Regions from separate parts of the Cricetulus griseus genome. Here region 1 is linked to region 2. A link is a contact called in public Hi-C data. All regions are on one chromosome and are shown on one strand. Each heading gives the region's core, a stretch centred on a gene start, on an enhancer-like site or on the middle of the called end of the contact. The rest is flanking DNA. Distances are from core to core; before and after follow the strand shown. Region 1 holds the start of Mapkapk3 (MAP kinase-activated protein kinase 3). Region 2 holds the start of Manf (mesencephalic astrocyte-derived neurotrophic factor).

Region 1 (5,533 bases), core at 544-3,043, 360 kb before region 2:
AGGCCCAACTTGGGGGTTGTGCTTTGGGATTGAAATGGTGGGCTCTCAGCAATACGTGCTGTGAAAAAATGGGGGCTCTCTTGCTAGTTGCTGGCTTCGAACAGGTCATTTGCCCTCTCCGGTCTTTCTTCTCTTACGTGTTTTCAGTGTGTGTCTAAAGGGATGGTGACCTCCTCCTTCCCCCGTCTCAGGGAGGCCGTGGTGCTCACAGGAAGTGCTCTTATGATCAGCAGAAGCTCTTATCTAGAACCTCTGTTTCACTGGTTATTGCTAGCTTAAATGTTGCCTGGAGGAGACAGGCTGAGCCACCTGCAGAGAGTACCCACAAATAGTTGCAGTAGTCTTCACAAAGTGGTTATCCGCAGCGGGAGGCCATTGTATAGATAGAAGGCCACCAAGTTCCTGCTAGCTAGGAACTAGTTCTCTGACAATCGTGGACGTTCAGCCATGTGTCTTTGTATGTGTTGTGGTGGGAGGTTATAGAGGAGGTCTTCAAAGTCATCAATTCCCAGGCCCGGAAATTTATACACCTTTGGGTAGGACAGAGGTCCTGGTGACTGCAGTTCTGAATATAGCCTGTAGATGGCAGCAAAGTCCTATTTAGAGGAAAGTCTCAAGGCATCACTCGGGTTCCCCAACTTGTGGATTGTAGACATGGTTGGAAGAGTTCCCACAGGAGACGCAGTCTCGATCTCTGTGGCTCTCGCCGAGGCCTTCCCCCCACTCCCCCGCTCCATGGGAGCCTCTGATTCTTCTGTGAAATAAGAGACTTCTGGGAAAGCTGGCTCAAGATATCTATGACAGGCTAAGATGGACTAAGAATGAACTTGATGTCTAAATACAGAAAGGGAAATTTCAAAGCTAATAGAGAATCTGTCTCTGGGGTAGGAGAAAGAGAGTTTAATGTTAAGTTAATCTCTATTTATTTGGTTTTCGAGACTTGGTTTCTCTGGAACTTGCTCTGTAGACCAGGCTGGGCTCTAACTCAGAGATCCGCCTTCCTCTGCCTTCCCAGTGCTGGGATTAAAGGCGTGTGCCTTTATAAATACATCCTCACGGTGTAGCCTAGGTTAACCTCGAACTCACAGTCTTCCCGCCTAAACCTTCTTCGTGCAGGAAATATACGTTTTCACCTTCACCACGACCAGAGACTTGAAATAGAACCTAAAGCCCAAACCATAATATGAGAAGTTGGTGCACCCGACCAAATGGGAAATCAAGGTTCTGACTCAAGAACATGCCAGGTGTGTTCACCCTGCGGCTGCGGGCCACATGCCTTATGGGACAGCATGAATGTGGCCCAATACATTTGTGGCTGACACAAGTAAGTCGCAAAGTCAAGAGGTTGGTCAGGCAGTGTACAAAAAGAAAAGCTGGCTAGTGCTAGAGAGGTACCCTAAACCACCAGGGACTGGAGTGGCGAATCAAACAACCACTTCCCGGGGCAGAATGGCAGAAATTGGGTTGAATTCTAGAGCGTCGAAGCAGCCCCTTGGCCGCGTGCACAGAGAACGCGGCCCTCAAGAGCCCTTAGAGAAACAAAATGTTGTTGCTGTCACTTGCGTTGCCACTTTTCTAGGTCGCGGATAAAATCCGAGGCTGGTACGGCAGTTGGAGGAGTTTCTACCGGTGTCCCAGGGCGCCCGGAAAGTTGCAGCCACTTCAGGAGGCCACGCCCCCATTTTGTCCCGGCTCCAGGCGGAGCCTGCCAGGGGCTGTGCCCCGGCCAGCCCAACCCGGACCCGCCTGGCCCTTTAAGGCTGACCTAGCGGGGCCCCAAGTCCGGATGACGTGCCGGGAAGGGGGGTGGGGGGTCACGTGGGCCGCGGGTGGCGAGACTCGGGCCCAGGGCGCCCCTCGGCTGCAGGCTCCCCGGTTCACTATTCCTTGCCCGTCTCGCCTGCAGCATGGCTTCCGTCTAGTGCAGTGCCACCAAGTGCGCCTTCGCCAGGTACGCTTTCCCCGGACCCCTGTATGACCAGATCTCAGGATCTGGCGGCTACACAGCGCCGAGCTCCTTCCCCACTCGACATGTGCCAGGGCTAGGGATCACCTCCCACCCTGCTGCCCGTAGGTACTCTCAGGCAGTTTCCAGCTTGTCTTGGGGCCAGCAGCCTAGTCAGTCTGGTTCTGGAGAAACCAAGGCTGGGGTGTGTCCAAAAGTGAGGGGAGTGACTCTTTCCCTTTCCCCCAGGTGCCTCTGGACGCGCAAGGCTGGGGCTACCTCGGAGCGCCCCGTGGGGGCCATGGATGGCGAGGCAGCAGGGGAGAAGGGGAGTCTTGTGCCCCCGCCAGGTGCACTCGATGGGCCCACCTTGGGCGGTGCTCAGGCCCTAGGTGTGCGACGAGAGCCCAAGAAGTACGCGGTGACTGACGACTACCAGTTATCCAAGCAGGTGCTGGGCCTGGGTGTGAACGGCAAGGTGCTGGAGTGCTACCACCGGCGCACTGGGCAGAAGTGTGCCTTGAAGGTTAGTGACCGTCTCTCCGAGGGCTGGGGTGACCTGGAGGGTTCAACAGCAGATACTTGTGGGTGTAAGCATCTACACTTAACATCATGTTTTATTTTTATACTCTTCCTCTAAGATCAAACTCATGGTCCTTCCAGCCTCACACTTGGGGAAAAGAGGCTCAACCTACCCAAGCTCCGGGTGTGTCCCAGAGAGCACGGGGAGGAGTCATTGTGAGTGGAGCTGCTGTACCCGGAAGGTGGGAGGGAGAGGCTGTACGCTCTGGTTCTGGCTTGGGCTATGTGTTCAGGCCCAAGTGGGGCTCTCACTGCTTGGTTATCCCACACACAAACAAGTACCTCCTGCTATGAAGTTTCTCTCTACCTGAGGCTGAGCCCCCAAGGCTCAGAGTGGCTTGCTTCCTCCTCATTGCCTCTGCCTGCTTAGGCTGGACTATGAGCCTCTTAAAGACAGTTAGTGGGGCAAACGCTGGTGCCCATCACACCTTAGGGTGCTCTTTGACTGCTGGGTTCTTGATGAATTGTTGGCCCTTTGTAGAAAGGGGCCAGCTCTGCTCCTAGGCTGACCCACCCTGGACAAATGATGGGCAGTCTTTTAGTCACATCGTATTCAAAGTTCCCTAGAGACCTGGTACACCGATGTAGCTGGACTGGGGGAATGGCTTGGAATAGCTAATCTCTGAATCTGGCTCCAGGCACCCAGTTCCAGCCCAAGACCTCCCACCTGTTCCCAACCCACTCCTCCAGAATCCCTCGAATCACCTGTCATTGGGAACCTGACCCAAATGGAGGTAATGTCCTTGGCACCGGGATGGTACAGCATGGAGGAGAGTCTTGGAAGTCAGTTTAGTAAAGAAAGGTCTGTTTTACAAGTTGCCAGCAGGAGCCAGAGTGCAGAGTCCTATAGATGTGTCTGTAATCTCTACCTTGTGTGTGCCAGCTCTGTGACCTTGAGTGACACCTTGGACAGTTGTAGTTAAGTCTCTGACTTTGTTCAGGGAGAAAGAACAGGGGTTGGTGTGAATTTGAATTGAGAAGAACCATGCAGGACTTACTTGAGGCACAGGGTCTACAGGGTTTGAGTGAGGACCCAGGTCCCATTCTTTGTCTTTCTCTGGTTCTATCAGGGCTGATAGAGGAGGAGGTCATTTCCCAAGAAGGATGCTGGAGGGAATCAGGAAGGTGGCTCAAGGGCAGGGTGAGGACTGATCTGGGGGCTGGGACCTAGTTGTAGTTTCTTTATCCACTGACCCAATAGAGCTTTGAGGCTCCAGGCAGGGGGGTTTCTGAGTCCTTCTGGGAGAAGGTGGCTTGTCTTTTCTTTTCGTTCTTTTGTCAAGACAGCGTTTTCTCTGTAGTTTTGAAGCCTGTGCTAGAACTAACTGTATAGACCAGACTGGCCTTGAACTCACAGAGATCCACCTGCCTCTGCCTCCCGAGTGCTCTAGTGTTCTCAATGTCCTGGTCTAGGAACTGTGGCAGCTCTGGAGTAGTTTTGCCTCTGTATCCCTTAAGCTTATGTGTGAACATGGCTGGAGCTACTTGCTTGAAGGCCCAAGATATGGCCCTAAACTGACCCTCAAGGGAAGATAGAGATGAGATGTGACCCACACCCTAATTCTTTCTTATCTTGACTCCTACCCTCAAAAATGGGCTAGCACAAACTCTGGCCTAACTGACTGTGTTCTTATTGTTTTAGTGGCTTGGCCTTGGTGGGGGGGGCATCTTCTCATAATTTCTGTCCTCTGCTCAGAAGAGCAAGGACATACTAGGGCCCTCAGCATAGTGGCAGGCCTGGGCTCAGGGAGCTCAGCCAGCCCCTGAGTGGGCCCTAACCCTCTACCCAGCTGTTCACTAGCTCAGCCCAGGAGAAGGTCATGGGCTCTGTGTCTTTGTGACTTCTTAGAGCAGTGCCTCAGTTTGTTAGGCTGTCTTGTTTTCACTCTATAGCCTGAATTTGGTCAAGTCATCCCTTTTTTATGCTCATCTTTAGGCTTTGTTGCCTGATCGGTCAGAAGGTTCCTAGCAGGAAGCCTAAATGCAGCAGGCACTCATGAAACAGGAAGAGTGTGGTCATTGTCCCAGTAGCTGCTACCATTTGTAGGGCCTTAGAGGAGCACGCCCTCCCTCTCTTCCCCTTTCTCTCACTGCTGACCTGACCACTGGCTTATTCTGGTTTGGCCTTGTGCACAGCAAGGCCTCTCTCCCCAGGCCAACTTCTGTGACCAGTAGAGCTTTTGGTTGTACCCCAAACACTTAGCTGTGCTGTTGGAACTAGAGGGTGGGGTCTAGAGGCATGCAGTCTTTGTACTCCTCCTGCTGACATCTTGTGCTCCTTCCTAGGCCTAATTGATTAAAAGCAGATGTGACCCAGGCACTTAGAAGGACCTGGGGAGACAAGTGGAGCACACATGGGAGGAGAGGCAGGGGCCTTTTTCTGTTCCTGATGCTAGATAATGACTGGGACCCTTCCCATCTGATCACCATGGCCTGTTGGCTCCCCTCTGGGATCCCAGTGCCTCTTCTCTTCTTTGTTAAAGAGAACGGAATGGTGGTGGTGGTGGTGGGGGGTGTCTCTTGTAGACTCTTCCAGGTAGGGTCTTTACAATAAACATCCTCCTCCCATGCTCAACATCAGGGAGTGACTGGCTGCTTCACCCCAAACAGTTCTTTTTCCTTTTGTGTGATGGATGAGGTAAGCTAGGCTGCTCTGGATGTGTAGGATGACAGTGATATTCTGAAGCACAATGCCACAGAGGATTCCCCCCCTCCCCCGATTGATCGAAAACACCCTTGAGACCAAGAGCTCTTGCTTGGTGTCACCAGGGTCTTGGACTTGACTCTATACACTCTATATACTCAGAGGAGTATAGCATACAAGACTTCTGCGGTTCAGTCCTCTGGTCTTTGCTTCCATAGGTGACTGACCCCCTGCCACTCCTTCCAGGAAGGTGTCCTGAGACTGACTTTTGCAGCAATGGAATCTTCTTTGCCCCTAAAGCTATAAATCAAAGTTCCCTGCAGCATCTGGGCCCAGAGCCTGGCATACAGTAGTGGCTCATA
Region 2 (5,433 bases), core at 22-2,521:
AATGCTGTGTATTTGTACAGGAATTTGAGCAAAAAATGTATAGAGTGTGATGTCTAATTGGTAATAAGCCCTATAAATGTGTTTTTAACCTCTGGCATTCTGTGCTTATTTAAAACAAGAAAACTTCTAACCATTTCCTTTGTGTATTCATGTCTAAAGAAAAACTGATTTAAAAATGATCTTACCTGTACCAGAAGAGTTAAAAAAAACAATTGTGCCGGTGTCCCAAGAGGTATTTTACTGTATATATTGTGGTAGCATGTTATAAATCCAACAAGTAATGTGAATTTTAGATGTAAATATCTGCCAATTGACTCCTCCCCTCCCTTGACTGCTGTGATGTGAATTAAAGATGAATACCTGATATTGATCCACTGATTTCACTGAATGGGAGCATAAATGCCCCTCTCAAATCCTTGTCGCCGGGCTCCACGCCCTTTTAGCTCCAGCTACTTTTCTGTACTTAGCCGGCCGCTCTCCGTATTCTGCCTTCGAGGGCGAGCGGCCAAGCCCTTGCACAACAGTTAGCCTCAGGGCAGTCCAGGCGGTACCATCTCCAGTGGCCATCTGCGTGTCTCCAAGAGTGGGACACTCTTGGAGAGTGTCCTCCCAAGATGCCCTGGCCTCCACTGGAGGCTGTCCCAGCCCTTGCTTGCCGCCCAGCCGCAGGCAGAGCCCTCAAAGGTCCAGGACAGCCGCCGACTTTGACAGGCCTGGAGCCTTGCGTCTGGGCGGTTCTGCATTCCGACCCAGGATAAGGAGGGTGTGGGCGGCCGGCGAATGAACGTGGACGCTCTCAAAGATTGGCTCGCCAATCCACGTGCTGACTCAAAACAAGGAACCGCTTCTGACCCTTGCTTGCGCCGCTTATCCTGCCGGGTGTCTGCTGGCGCCAGAAACCCTGCGCTACGAGTCCGGGGCCCGGGAGGGGACTGGGTGTGGAGCCAAGAAGGGGTGGCTATTCGCGACGAGTCCACAGGTTCCGAGGGCGCCCGGCCAGAGCCGGAGCAGCTGCCCCTAAACAATATGGCGGCCCGGGCAGCTTCCGCCCAGCCGTTTCCTATGGACCGCCCAGGCTCAATCAGCAACCGACAGCTGTCTGGGATCCAGACGCCACCAGCCAATGACGAAGGGTAGCGTGGAGCCGCCGGCCTGGGCTCCGGGGCACGTGGACCAATGAGAATGCGGCATATGGGCGGGCGCGGGGGCTGCCCACCAATGGGAAGCTCCGGCTTGTGTTCCCGCCCCCCCAGGCGGTGCACCGCGCCGGGTGCGGTTCATTCGCGGCGCGGCGGCGGCGGCGGCGGCGGCGGCGGCAGCGGTGGTGGAGGCTGGGGAGATGTGGGCTACGCGCGGGCTGGCGGTAGCGCTGGCCCTGAGCGTGCTGCCTGACAGCCGGGCGCTGCGGCCAGGCGACTGTGAAGGTGCGGGGGAGAGGGGAAGGTCGGGAGGGGGCGGCCTGGCGGCGCTGAACCCAACGGAACCGGGAGGACGGGGGCGGGGGCAGGGGCCCATCCTAACGGGGACCGCAGGAGGCAGAGCCTTGCAATTATTACCCGGGCCTAGAAATATTGATCCGTTTGAGGGAAAGCGTGGCATCAATCGCGTTGAAAACTTGGCCGAAAGCCCACAACGCGGGAGTTTTTGTCCTTTCCCCATCACTGTTTAGAGGTTCCGGGAAGGGACCCCGTGGGCCTCAACGGTCTCTTGGGGTTGCCAAGCTGCACTTAGAGGTTCGGTGTTGTATTTGGAATAAGGAGCGTTTGATCGTTCACTTCAGCCTCCAGTCTGTCCCTTATGAGGTCACAGTGAGTTCCCTCTCAAGGACACGTGTCCACTCTCGGCTTAAACTTGAAAAGAGCAAGGAGGATTTTGCGGGGGTCACTGGGGTAATGTTCATTCGGGTACTGGGTCCCCAGCAACCTAAGCGTTCTGGGCACCTGTGAGTGAGTACCCAGTGATGGGGAACGTTTTAATGATCATCATCCCTTCCACCAAAACGGCTGACAGAGTTTCTTCTGGGGAAATGGGAATTAGTAATTTGCTTACCACCTCTCTTTTCCAGTGTGTATTTCTTACCTGGGAAGGTTTTACCAGGACCTCAAAGACAGAGATGTCACATTTTCACCAGCCACTATTGAAGAAGAACTTGTAAAGTTCTGCCGTGAAGCAAGAGGCAAAGAGAATCGCTTGGTGAGTAGCTGGTGACCCACCCAGGCTGTCCCTGGCTCGTGTGTACTGTCCACTTCATGATGGGACCTGTCTGTAAACTAATGTGAGACTGAAGAACTTTTAGCCTGTATTTATTTATTACGTGTCTACCGTGAGCTGAGTACGCCAGAAGAGAAAAGTGACAGACAAATGCAAAGCAGTGAATGGTGTGTCCATGAAAATACTCTAGGATAGTTTGGGGGTGGGGAGGGGCTATTAGAGAAAGTAGTCAGAGGTGCCTCTGAGGGAGGGGGTGGATCAGTGAAGCCGAGTGAGTGTCCAAAGACCGGAAAGAGTGTGCTGTGTTTGGGATCAGAAGTAGTTAGGTGCCCCGAGGTGGCCAAGTCAAGGCAAGGGCCTTAGGAAAGCATTGACCTTTGTAGCTTTAATTTCTCTGGCAGTCTCTCACTGGAACTCTGATGGTTCTTAAACTCGTCTGGGAACTCTGGGACTGAGCATACATCAAGAGCCCTGAGTTTAGGTCTGGGCAAGGACTAAAAACTTAAAGGCCTTGGCAGAGAGCAGTTTTCAAGATGACCTAACAGCCATTGTCTGGAGCTGGGGTGGTTAGGAAAATGTACTGCTCTTGCAGAGGACCAGAGTTTAGTTTCCAGCACCCACAACACTCTGTAACTCCAGCTCTGGGGAATCCGATGCCTTCTTCCGGCCTCCTCAGCAGCTTCACACATGTACACCTAGTCATGCACACAAATTCTTTTTTAAGGCTTTTGTTTGGTGTTGGTTTTTGCTACAGTGCTACTACATTGGGGCCACAGATGATGCAGCCACCAAGATCATCAATGAGGTATCCAAGCCCCTGGCCCACCATATCCCCGTGGAGAAGATCTGTGAGAAGCTGAAGAAGAAAGACAGCCAGATCTGTGAGCTAAAATACGGTGAGTGTGACCAGGACTGTGGGCCTCCTGTGATAGCTGCGTGCCCTTCTGGGCTTGCTTCCCAGCCAGAAGAGTCATCACCATTGTTGATAGCATGATGGGTGATACTCTGTGCAGGGTTCTACAGCAAAGTTGGGAGGTCAGAAGTTGAAAGGGTGACTTTTTAACAAACTTTGAAAACTGGAGGACTAGCCAAGAGGCCAGCTCATAGCAGGACAGTACAGACAGAGAATACAGAGGTATAATACATAAGGTGGACAAGCTGGACAGGGCCTTTAGGGTTTGGTGAGGAATTTGGCTTTCAGTCGGAGTGAGGTTGGGAGCATCAGAAGCTTTTGAGCAGAGAAGTGATGTAATGAGACTAACAAACCTGTACTTCTGATGGCCCTCAGCCCTTTAGCATAACAGTGGTAGGCATCACAGCATCACCGTCAAAGAGCCCATCTCATTACACATGACCCCAGTCTTGAAGAGCCAGCCTCTCCCATAAAGTTTAAACAAAGCCAGTGTTAAGTATAACTCACATGTCCAAGAGCCTTGTGTTTGTGGTTCGTGCTTGTGGTGATTTGGTACCCTGCTTGGTTCTGCTGTAGGTCTGTCTGGGTCATGTGGGTTATGGAGTAAGCTTTGATGAGGAGATGGGGGAACTGTCTGTCATTCTGTGCTGATATGTAGAAGGTCTTGGAGAACTGGAGCCATGTTTCTCCTCTGAACCATGTGGTGCTCTGAACTGCACACTGCATGTCCTGAGGCAGATACTGACAGCCTGAGGTGGCCCTGCTGGTGAAGAACGCCAGTTCCCTCTTGCACAGTATGCATGTGTCTCCCCTGCTGCAAGTCAGGCTGGTCTTCCTCAGGAATGGTTTGGCATGCAGCAGTTAGGGGCTGCAGCCTCTCCTACCCAGCTATTCACTACCCTGCTCTCCCTGCAGACAAACAGATCGACCTGAGCACAGTGGACCTGAAGAAGCTCCGGGTGAAAGAGCTGAAGAAGATCCTGGACGACTGGGGAGAGATGTGCAAAGGCTGCGCGGAAAAGTCTGACTACATCCGGAAGATAAATGAACTGATGCCTAAATACGCCCCCAAAGCAGCCAGCGCACGGACTGATTTGTAGTCTGCCCCATCCCTGCTGCTCCTGAGGGAAGAACAGTTCACCTGTCTCTTCCCCAGACAACCATTTTGTAATTTATTTTTTAAGCAGGCTTCTGACAATGAGGTGTGAAGCCTGGAGCTTTCCTAATGATGCTGGCTCTGTGGTGCCCCCTCCCCCCAAGGGAGGAATTTACTTCCTTCTTTTGCTGGTTTACTCTAGGACTTCAAAGTTTGTCTGGGATTTTTTTATTAAAGGGGAAAAAAAAATTCTGTCTTTGGAGAGTTTAACTGAAACAGAATTCTGCTTTATAATCTACTGCTTTATCTTGCCAGTCTGCAAAGGTCCCTTGGCCGGCTAGTGCCAGAAACCTCCCATAACAGGATTTAGGGGCTTCAGAGTATTGTACACTCTTCACCAGCGGTGTGAAGAGTTAGGCTTGACACCGCCTTCAAACCCCCATCCCATCCAATCCAATCCAGTAGGAGGAGCTGAAGGTGGGCCTATTGCTGGGCTTAGGGACATTTGTATTGTGGCTCAGCAGATGGAGAACAAGCAGTGAGTACGTTGGCATTTCTTCACCTGGTACTTAGTTATCCGTCCACTGGGGGTTCCAGTCTAGGTCTAGTGTGAATAAGGCCCCTTGCTTACTTGGATTTTTGTAAGTTTGGCAGGAATCGGTTTACACTGAAGTGGTGAGAGGACTGGCAGCCTCAGAGGGCCTGAGAGCTATGTGCAGTATGGTTTTCAGTTGCTGTGTGACTGGTATTTAGCAATGTGAACACTTTGCTCCTGCTGCCCCCAAACATCCTGTGAAAGGAGTGACTGCTAAGAAGTTGTGTTTTCCAAAGAGCTGGTCTTAGCTCATTGGTGTGGTTCCTTACATCCTGCCATGGAGCCCACTGCTGTTTGTTCCAAGTTCTTTTCTCCTGCACCTGTCTCCTGTTGGGTGTGCCCTTCGACATCCTACAGATACTTCAATGGACCCAGCAACCACCTGTGGAGAACGTAAGCCCCTAGCGGCCTTGGGTCCCCTTGCCTGTACTTCACCTCCTGGATGTAGTCAACACTAGCCAGCAAGATGTCAGCATGGCAAGAAATGATAGCTTCTGGCATTATCTGCTCTTTCTGCAGACCTACCTTCCCAGCCTCCTGGCTGCCCAGAAACCTACAGCAGAAAGTTGGACCCAGGGGCACCAAGATGCCTGTAGTTGCAAATGGCAGTTTTTTTAG

Evidence for each region. A called contact is a pair of places that touch in the nucleus more often than the background predicts.
Region 1: a contact with region 2 is called in a Hi-C map of the CHO-S cell line, with 9 times the contacts expected there. The contact joins the promoter of Mapkapk3 here to the promoter of Manf in region 2. A contact is called at or near these places in 7 of 8 Hi-C or Micro-C datasets (the CHK-Q cell line, the CHL-YN cell line, the CHO-K1 cell line and 3 more).

Annotation. Positions count from the first base shown.
Region 1 is chr4:215,464,595-215,470,127 of CriGri-PICRH-1.0, reverse strand. Mapkapk3 (MAP kinase-activated protein kinase 3) reads left to right here and starts at 1,793. Exons shown (of 11, transcript XM_027414444.2): 1 at 1,793-1,951; 2 at 2,195-2,471. The coding sequence starts at 2,247.
Region 2 is chr4:215,100,790-215,106,222 of CriGri-PICRH-1.0, reverse strand. Manf (mesencephalic astrocyte-derived neurotrophic factor) reads left to right here and starts at 1,271. Exons shown (of 4, transcript XM_027414443.2): 1 at 1,271-1,424; 2 at 2,066-2,193; 3 at 2,966-3,107; 4 at 4,040-4,473. The coding sequence starts at 1,340. The coding sequence ends at 4,224. Dock3 (dedicator of cytokinesis protein 3) reads left to right here. Exons shown (of 53, transcript XM_027414437.2): 53 at 1-133.